Linked DNA regions of Mus musculus: region 2 is linked to region 1. A link is a contact called in public Hi-C data. All regions are on one chromosome and are shown on one strand. The core of a region is the stretch at or near the end of the contact, and the rest is flanking DNA. Distances in the headings are between cores, read along the strand shown. Region 1 overlaps Tgfbr3 (transforming growth factor, beta receptor III). Region 2 overlaps Tgfbr3 (transforming growth factor, beta receptor III).

Region 1 (3,919 bases), core at 10-2,509:
CTTTGCCTTAGCCTGTCAGCCTGCAAGGCCCCTCACAGAAGCTTTGGGAAGCTATGTTAGAGGTAAGCTGGTTACCATGAAAGGATCATGTGTAGTGCATATACATGTGTGTGAGCAGGGTGCACATATGTGTTTGTGGAGGTGGGAAGTCAACATCAGGTGTTTTCTTGAATCTTTATCTGCTTCTCTCACTGAACCAGGAGCTCACCAAGCCAGCTAGGCTGAATGGACAGCAACTGAGCTCACAGGGTTCTTTTGTCTTCCACACTCCAGCCCTGGGATTACAGCTTGCAGGATAAAGTCATTTACTGAGTGAGTACCAACCCCCATCCCATCCCATCCCATCCCATCCCATCCCATCCCATCCCATCCCATGCCACCCTCACTCCCCACCCCCTCCATATACACACAGAGCCCAGAGTTACTTTTCTGTCAGAGTATTACTCCTGGAAGTTGGATGCAAGCCAGATTCACCCAACATCACATATTTATCTCAACAGGGAAGTCTACAGCATGGGCTGGGGTCAGCTTGGTTTTCCTTCCTCCCTATGCACCTGGTTCCAGACTGTGACACTGACCCCCTAAAGAATATGCAGACATGAAAATGTTCATTGCTTCATGTTTACTAAGACTAGAAAGTACACTAACTCATGTCAGAACTTTCATAATGAGGTAACTGGAGTTCAGAGAGCTTTAAGAACTTGTCCAAGGCCATAATTTTTAAGTAATAGAGCCAAGACTCAAACCCAAGTCCACAATGTTCCCTAGGGCCATGTTTTAGCCATGACATTGACTGTCCAGCAGAAGAAACCAAGTATAGGCTGCAGAGTGAAAACTAACAGAGAGCTTAGAAAGTTCAAAGAGGCAGAACCTTTGCAAAAATAACACACACAACCACAGTTTAAGTTATTGCTGTTTAACAAGACCAAGAAATGAGCAACCAACTTACAATAACTTTCAAGTTTCCCTTGACGTCAAAAGACTTGATCACCCAGTTGACAGATTTTTTGCACTTCAAGATCAGGACGAGGTTTTTGACCACCTCAGGATCCTCTCGAGCAGGTCGTATGTCAATTATTATATCCACCTGGAAGGTGCTGTGTGTGAAAACCAAAGGCAAAGTCAAGACCGGAGCCAGAAGGCTGCCACTGCTCCAAGCCTCGTGTTTCCAGTGTCTGGCCAGTTGATTAAAATGCTGGCGTGGATCCCAGGCAAATGACATGTGCAAAACAGATTGCTGTTGCACGCTGAACAAAACGGGTTTACATAACAATAGGATCGCAGGCCTGATGCTAATTAGCTGTGTTTCTCCTCTAGAGAGGGGGAGGGAGGAAGGCTCCTCAATGCTTCCTCAGTTAAAGGGATTTGAACACCAAGGGAGTTTCCTTCTGAAGCAGAATTGTCTGTGTTCAAGGTTCTGTGCCTTCGCCCTTTGTTGTGGAACTTCTAAGTCCCTATATGCTGAAGCCCTTCAAAGCCTGATGTGGGTGGCTGAGGCTGGAGGAGGGAAGGGGTAGGAGGCATGCTAGCACATGCTCCAGGAAATGTCAGAATAAATAAAAGGCCAAAGGCCTCTTGACTTACGTAAGTTTTGATTACGGCATCAGTAACAGTTAAATAATCATATCTGCACTTACTTTCCCAAGCTTCTGTATATAAAGTTATTTAAATTAGTGGTCAAGCAAGCAATTGATACAAAATTGATGAGCACAATACAAACTTCTAAGAACTGAGCATGAGAGAAAATGGTTTTTACTAAATGAACGCTTTACTAAACGTTCCGAATTTGAGGGAAGGGTCTGTCGTGGTTTCAAGTGTGAGACACAATGATCAGAAAGCCTGGCTGAAGGTCTGCGCACTCTCCAGGTCCCTCCACAGAGTTCTGTACATGGCATGGAACAGATTCTCACCCAAACGATCTGTGGTCTATTCAATTTTGAAATGAAAACTCTATTACACGTCTCATTTCAAAAATCTCTCTACAGAAAAACTGGTAAAGTTTGAGTCACTGGCCCATATGAAATACAGGTCAGGGTAGAAAATTATTATTTTTCCCCTCCTTAAAAACAACAACAAAATCTAATTATTTTCATAGGGAGAATCAAACTTCCACAAGTGTCAGATTGTGATATCTATTTAATGGATCCTTGATTCATACCATGAAGATGCAGTACACACGCACATAGACATAGACACAGACACACACAGACACATAGACACACAGACACACAGACACACGGTGCATACGTACTCTGAGGATATTATACATATAACCGAATCAAAAGAGGCATATTAAAATGGTAACTGTGGTAGATAATAAGGCTACTCTGTAACTCTAATTACATCACTGTTTCAACAGTGATGATGTCCGTCAAAGGAGATAGCAAAGGAGAACCATTATCTTAAAAATTAAACCCAGAAGTTAAGAAGGGGCTTCAAGAACTCTCTGGCATATATATCTTTACAACCAGGTGATAATGCAAACCACGTCACCATGCTGAGTGCCGTCCTCCTCTTCTGTGATCCACGCCTGCCTGAAGCATGGCTGCTTCCCTCTCTCCAAATAAAGTGAGCTGCTCCCCGCTCTCACCCTCATATCAGGGGAGAACAGATCTTTACTTTCATCTCTTCTCAGGTTATAACACACACATACGCACACACACATGTACATACATGCAGACATGGGTGCACTTGAGTGCACAGGCGTGCTCACCTGTAAGGATTGGAGTTGGGGGAGATTAACTCAATGATATGCACTTCCTTCTCGTGGGGCTGACTGGCCAGGACACAACCTTCGGCGGCTTTGGGTTGAAGGTACTCCGCAAGGTAATTGAGCGAGAGAAAATTTTTCCCTATGTTACACGTGGGAGGGAACACTTGATCTGAAAGTAAAGACAGGGCACTGGGGTCAAATCGGGGAGTTTATGGGACCAGGAGGGAAGGAAAGAGGTGGTAGTGTGACCGAGGCTAAGTCTGAACCAGAAGCCACGAGCCCAAAGGGTCCTCATCTGTGGCCTCGGCTACTGCTCAGCCATGCCTTCTACCTTGGCTACCAGGGGCCTTCTGCTGGCCAGTGCTAGTGGCTTCTTCTTTGCCTACACCCACTCCTTTCTTGCCCCTGTTCATCTCCTCTGACCCCTGCTGTGTCCTACTCTTTTTCACTAGAGTGGTCCTCTGTCTTTGATCCAGGACAGAACCACCTCTTAGGACTCTGTCCCTCAGAATCTGATTCAGGGGATCATGTGGGACACGGACATCTTTCCTTTCTGAGGCTCTGTAGTTAATGTCAGCCAAGCCCAAGACTCCCAGCCCTGAGCTGGGGAGTGTAGATCCGTTGGTAACATGTTTGCCTAGCGTGCAATATGCCCTGGGGTCCATATTCAGTATCGTGTAAAAGGTTCTGCAGCGTACACCTGTAATCTCAGCACTCAGGAGGTGGAAGCGAGGAAAATTAGAAATTTACAAGCATCCTTAGCTACATAGCAAGTCTGAGGGCAGCCTGGACTACAGACCTTATCTCAAAAAACAAAACAGCAACAAAGATATACAGCTATGAGAAAAAAAAATGACATCATGGCATATACAGGGAAATGTATGCAGCTGGAAACCTATGTTAGGCTAAATAATCAAGACTCAGAATCTCAATCCTCCCTTTGTCTATTTTCTATAGATAACCTCACTCACTCCTGTGCGCCTAGACCACAGCTCCTCCCCTGGGCTGCAGACTTAAGACTGTCATCTGTCTACCAGAAGGTCCCGACCTAGCCAGTATTTTCATGAGCACTGGCAACATTGAATCCATTTTTAATCCTATAGGCTTCTCCTTGGGCACTTGCAGCTTTGATACAAGTAGCTATTGGTTCTCTGGCCCGCAGATCTTTTTCCCACTTTCACGGTGCTTTTATAAATACCACTGCCT
Region 2 (4,082 bases), core at 215-2,714, 120 kb after region 1:
GCACAGGCAGGAACTATTTCTCCTCCATTCATTCGCCCTTACTGGGTTGCACAAAATGACACCAGCTAATGAACTTCTACACTTAAAAAGCCTTCCTACGGATTAGCACCCAGTCAGTAAAATGTTTGTCTTGCAAGCATGATGACCTGAGTTCAATCCCCAGACTGTCCCCAGAACCCACACTTTAAAAGCTGAGTGTGGCTCGGCTGTAATCTCACCAATGTCAAGTAAGAGTCAGGTCAGGGGTGGGGGGGCTGGAGAGATGGCTCAGTGGTTAAGAGCACTGACTGCTCATCCAGAGGTCCTGAGTTCAATTCCCAGCAACCACATGGTGGTGGCTCACAAACGTCTGTAATGGGGTCTGGTGCCCTCTTCTGGTGTGTCTGAAGAGAGCATTGGTGGTGTACTCATATTTATTAAATAAATAAATAAATCTTTAAAAAAATAAAAATAAAAAGAGTCAGATGGGTGCCCTGGGCTCACTTGGATTGCCAATCTACCTACTTGGTGAGTTCTGGGCCACTGAGAGACCTGTCTCAGCAAAAGGGCACCGAGCCTGAAAAGAGACACCTGGATTGTCCTCTGGCCTACATACACACATACATGCTCATACATGCATGCTCATGCACACACACACACACACACACACACACACTCACAACCCATAAAAACAGAAGAGGCACCCGCCCCTCTGCTTTCCTACCAGGTGCCCTGTGAGTCTACAAAATCCGTGGCTCTATTGTATTTTCTACTTTTGCAAAACTTTGGATATATATGAGACTAAGTGTATATATTTCTTCTTTTTCTTTCTCCCCCATCCCCCTCTTATGTTCTGAAAGAGAAAGGAGGGTGTTTGGCAAGAGTGATTCACTGTCAAAACTATCAAGGCTACACAAGCCGTCATGCTCACAGCTTTCCCATGGAGCCGCTCTCCGTGACGTGACATCAGTAAGAGCAGAACCCCTGTGTCAAGACCCCAGGCACAGTTCGACACCTTATCACAGCAAGTGTGCCTCCTCTCGCCCACCGCTTGATCCATTTTAACAGTAAGACTCATTTTTGCTGAGCACGCTGGCATAGATCTTGAATCCTTCTACTCAGAAGGCAGAGGTAGGTGGGTCTCTGTGTGTTCCAGGATAGCCTAGGCAACATAGAGGGACCCTATCTCAAAAAAATAAAAATAAAGAAAAGAAAGAGAAAGAAAAGATCCATTTTATTGCATACCCTGAAAGGCAAACAATTCTTCAACAGTGACACAAAGTGAAACTGCTGACAGAGAGCCACACAGACAGAGCGGGCAGTTCAAGTTCACATACTGGCATTTAAAACAACAACAGAAAGAAGGAAAGAAAAAAAGAATCAATAAAAAACATTAAGAACTTTCTTTCAAAATGTCTACAGTGGTTGGGGGTAGCATTCTGATCTCCAGTCTCACACATCTTTCTACCAACTGGCCTTCCCACAGTCTGTCTGCACAGTCCCTGTCTGCCTCCGGAAGCCTCCGTGGTCAGATGTTATCTTCCACCCACCACACAAAATGCAAAACGTAAAAATCTGGACCCGCTACACAACTTCGTGTAAATGAACTATGTATCTCCATATCTCATTTTATCTCCTACTAAATGGCACACTTCTCTCAGAGCTTTGATTACCAGAGCTTATGGAACTATTTTGTTCGAGTTTATATACGATATATACCAAAGGCTGGCTGGAGTACACGTTTAGGTCGGTGCTGTCCTTGTTGAGAACTGCCCGTTTCCAGAACTGATACAATGAATTGCTTTTATATAGCTCATTACAGAACAAGTGCACACAATGATAAAATAGAGCGAATTAACCTTCCAAATGTGTTAAATGATGATACCCCTAACACTCCCCCAAAGCGTTGCCCTTACATTCTGACAGCCTCTGGGAAACATAAGCGCGCTCTCTCTCTCTCTCTCTCTCTCTCTCTCTCTCGCGAGCGATCTCTCTCTCTCACTCTCTCTCTCTCTCTCTCTCTCTCTCTCGCTCTCTCTCTCTCCTTCAGTGCTGAAGCTGGCACTGACAGCCTACTTCTCAGACCCTCTCTCTGGGTCTTAAAGAATGCTTATTAATATGTCCGAAGCAGCTGAAACTAGACGCCTCCCTTCCCCAAATCTCACGATAAGGATGTTACCTCTATATCAAAAGATCTATTTATTTTATAAAAACATTCTTTTAAGAGAATAAAAAGACCCTTACAATTCTTATTTTGCTCTTAACTATGCCTGTAACAAAATTCAAATGGGGCTCTTTGTTATCTGCCTACCTCAACAGAGGTTAGCTGGGTCCCGTGTCATGACATTAGAATGTCTAGCCCCAGCTTAGTAAACTACAACACAGGAAAACATATTATGTATCAGTATGATAGTCAAATATTTTATTTACCTAAATAACATAAATATTCACATTTTACATAAGATAATATGGACTAAATATTTTTAGCCAAAGAGACTGAGGGGAGAAGGAAATAGGAATTCAAGAGAAGGTTAAGAGCCTCCCAATTGAGAAGGTGCATTACCTGCGGTGGCCAGGCAGGCGCTCATCAGGACAAACACAGGGACCATGTGGTGGGATGTCACTGCCATCTCTCCAACAGCCTTTGGTTCTTCAGCTGGATGGCAAGTGTGGCAAGTCGGGTGTAGCCTTAAGATCCTTCTCTGCAATGTTCAACTTGCCTAGAAAAATAAACAAATTTCAGTAAGAAAACAGTGTTGAAATTTCGCTAGTGAACACACATGTCATATGTAAAAAGTTAAATGGAGAATTTCTGAAAAGTATCGAAGAGAAACAATTTGTCCTGAAAAAGACCGGGGCAGCCCTCAGGCAAATTGGGGTGGACAGTGACTGTTAACAAAGACTCTTACAGAGAGTAGTTTTAAAAGTGACATGCTTATACTTCACATACTAAACATGAGGCAGGGTCTCACTATGTTTCCCAGGCTAGCCCAACATTCTTGGGTTCAAGTCCCTCCTGTTTCAACCTCCCTGAATGGCTAGCATCACAGGAATGTACCAACACACTCAAGTAGATCTTTGGTTCTGTGTGGAGTTTTTAGGACCGTGACAGACACGCCAGGCAGACACCTGTCATATCAGCAGTAACAATGTACACAGTCAGGGACACTGGACATGCAGTTCCAAGAGCCAGCAAGCAGAAATAGTTCTTAGAGACTGAGCCTCACCATGGCGAGGTTACCACTAAGATCAACTTCAATTGCACTGAGAGTCAATCTGCAGAGAGAAAAAAACAAAAAACAAACAAACAAACAAAAAACAACAAAAAACAAAAAAAGAACAGAAAGAACAAAACTCATATTTCAACTCTTCACCTCTTCACCAATATTAAAAAGGAGAAAGGGCTTTGCTGCCTCTCTGCCACATTGCAGAAAAACTCAGTCCTGGGCCATGTGATCCAGAAGCCTCTTTCTAACCATTTCTGGTTCCTGTCTAGAGCTCTGTCAAGGTTGTATTGCTGTTGCTTTACGTGTGTGTGTGTGTGTGTGTGTGTGTGTAGTGGGTCTCTGTGTGTCTGGATCTGTGTGTGTCTGGGTCTGTGTGTGAGTGTGGTTTGTTTGAGGCAAGGTCTCACTGTAGTCCTGGTAGGTCTGTACTCACTCTGTAGAACAGGCTGGCCACAAACTCACAGAGATCCACCTGCCTCTGACCCCTGAGTTCTGGAATTAAAGGTGTGGCCGTCATCTAGCTGAGATTTGTGACTGATATGTGTATCGGGGGAGGGGAGGTTGTTGCTTTGTTTGAGACAGTTGAAATATATATATGTATGTGTGAGAGAGAGAGACAGAGATGCAGAGGGAGAAAGAGAGACAGAGACAGAGAGAGGCACAGAGAGAGAGAGAGAGAGAGAGCGCGCACCCAGGTTTATAAGGTGCCACACATATAATACGCTATCAATCAAAAAATATCAGCTATTTTGATCACTACCCCATTCTCTTTGAGGTCTTCTTGCTGATAACTGAAAAGATCGGAGTGTGGTCGGTCATTCATGTAATTCTTAGCTCCTGCCCAACAAGTTTTGTGTATTGCCACAGGGAGAAAGA

The links. A called contact is a pair of places that touch in the nucleus more often than the background predicts.
Region 2: a contact with region 1 is called in a Hi-C map of CD4 T cells, with 1.8 times the contacts expected there. The contact joins two enhancer-like sites. A contact is called at or near these places in 6 of 484 Hi-C or Micro-C datasets (CD4 T cells, the HPC-7 cell line, dorsal root ganglion neurons and 2 more), 5 of 115 datasets of contacts at active chromatin or transcription factors (CD8 T cells, T-cell acute lymphoblastic leukemia, embryonic stem cells and 2 more) and 2 of 9 other capture datasets (adipose tissue and liver).

The regions. Positions count from the first base shown.
Region 1 is chr5:107,147,077-107,150,995 of GRCm38.p6, forward strand. It overlaps Tgfbr3 (transforming growth factor, beta receptor III), which reads right to left. Exons shown (of 17, transcript NM_011578.4): 6 at 2,714-2,882; 7 at 950-1,097. Among named protein-coding and RNA genes, the nearest start is that of Gm42146, 55 kb to the left of the region's middle. Within about 2 kb of position 1,260, at least 54 of the 459 cell types and tissues checked have an H3K27ac peak or open chromatin away from gene starts, as enhancers often do.
Region 2 is chr5:107,263,652-107,267,733 of GRCm38.p6, forward strand. Tgfbr3 (transforming growth factor, beta receptor III) reads right to left here. Exons shown (of 17, transcript NM_011578.4): 2 at 2,543-2,699. The coding sequence starts at 2,609. Among named protein-coding and RNA genes, the nearest start is that of Tgfbr3, 24 kb to the right of the region's middle. Within about 2 kb of position 1,465, at least 34 of the 459 cell types and tissues checked have an H3K27ac peak or open chromatin away from gene starts, as enhancers often do.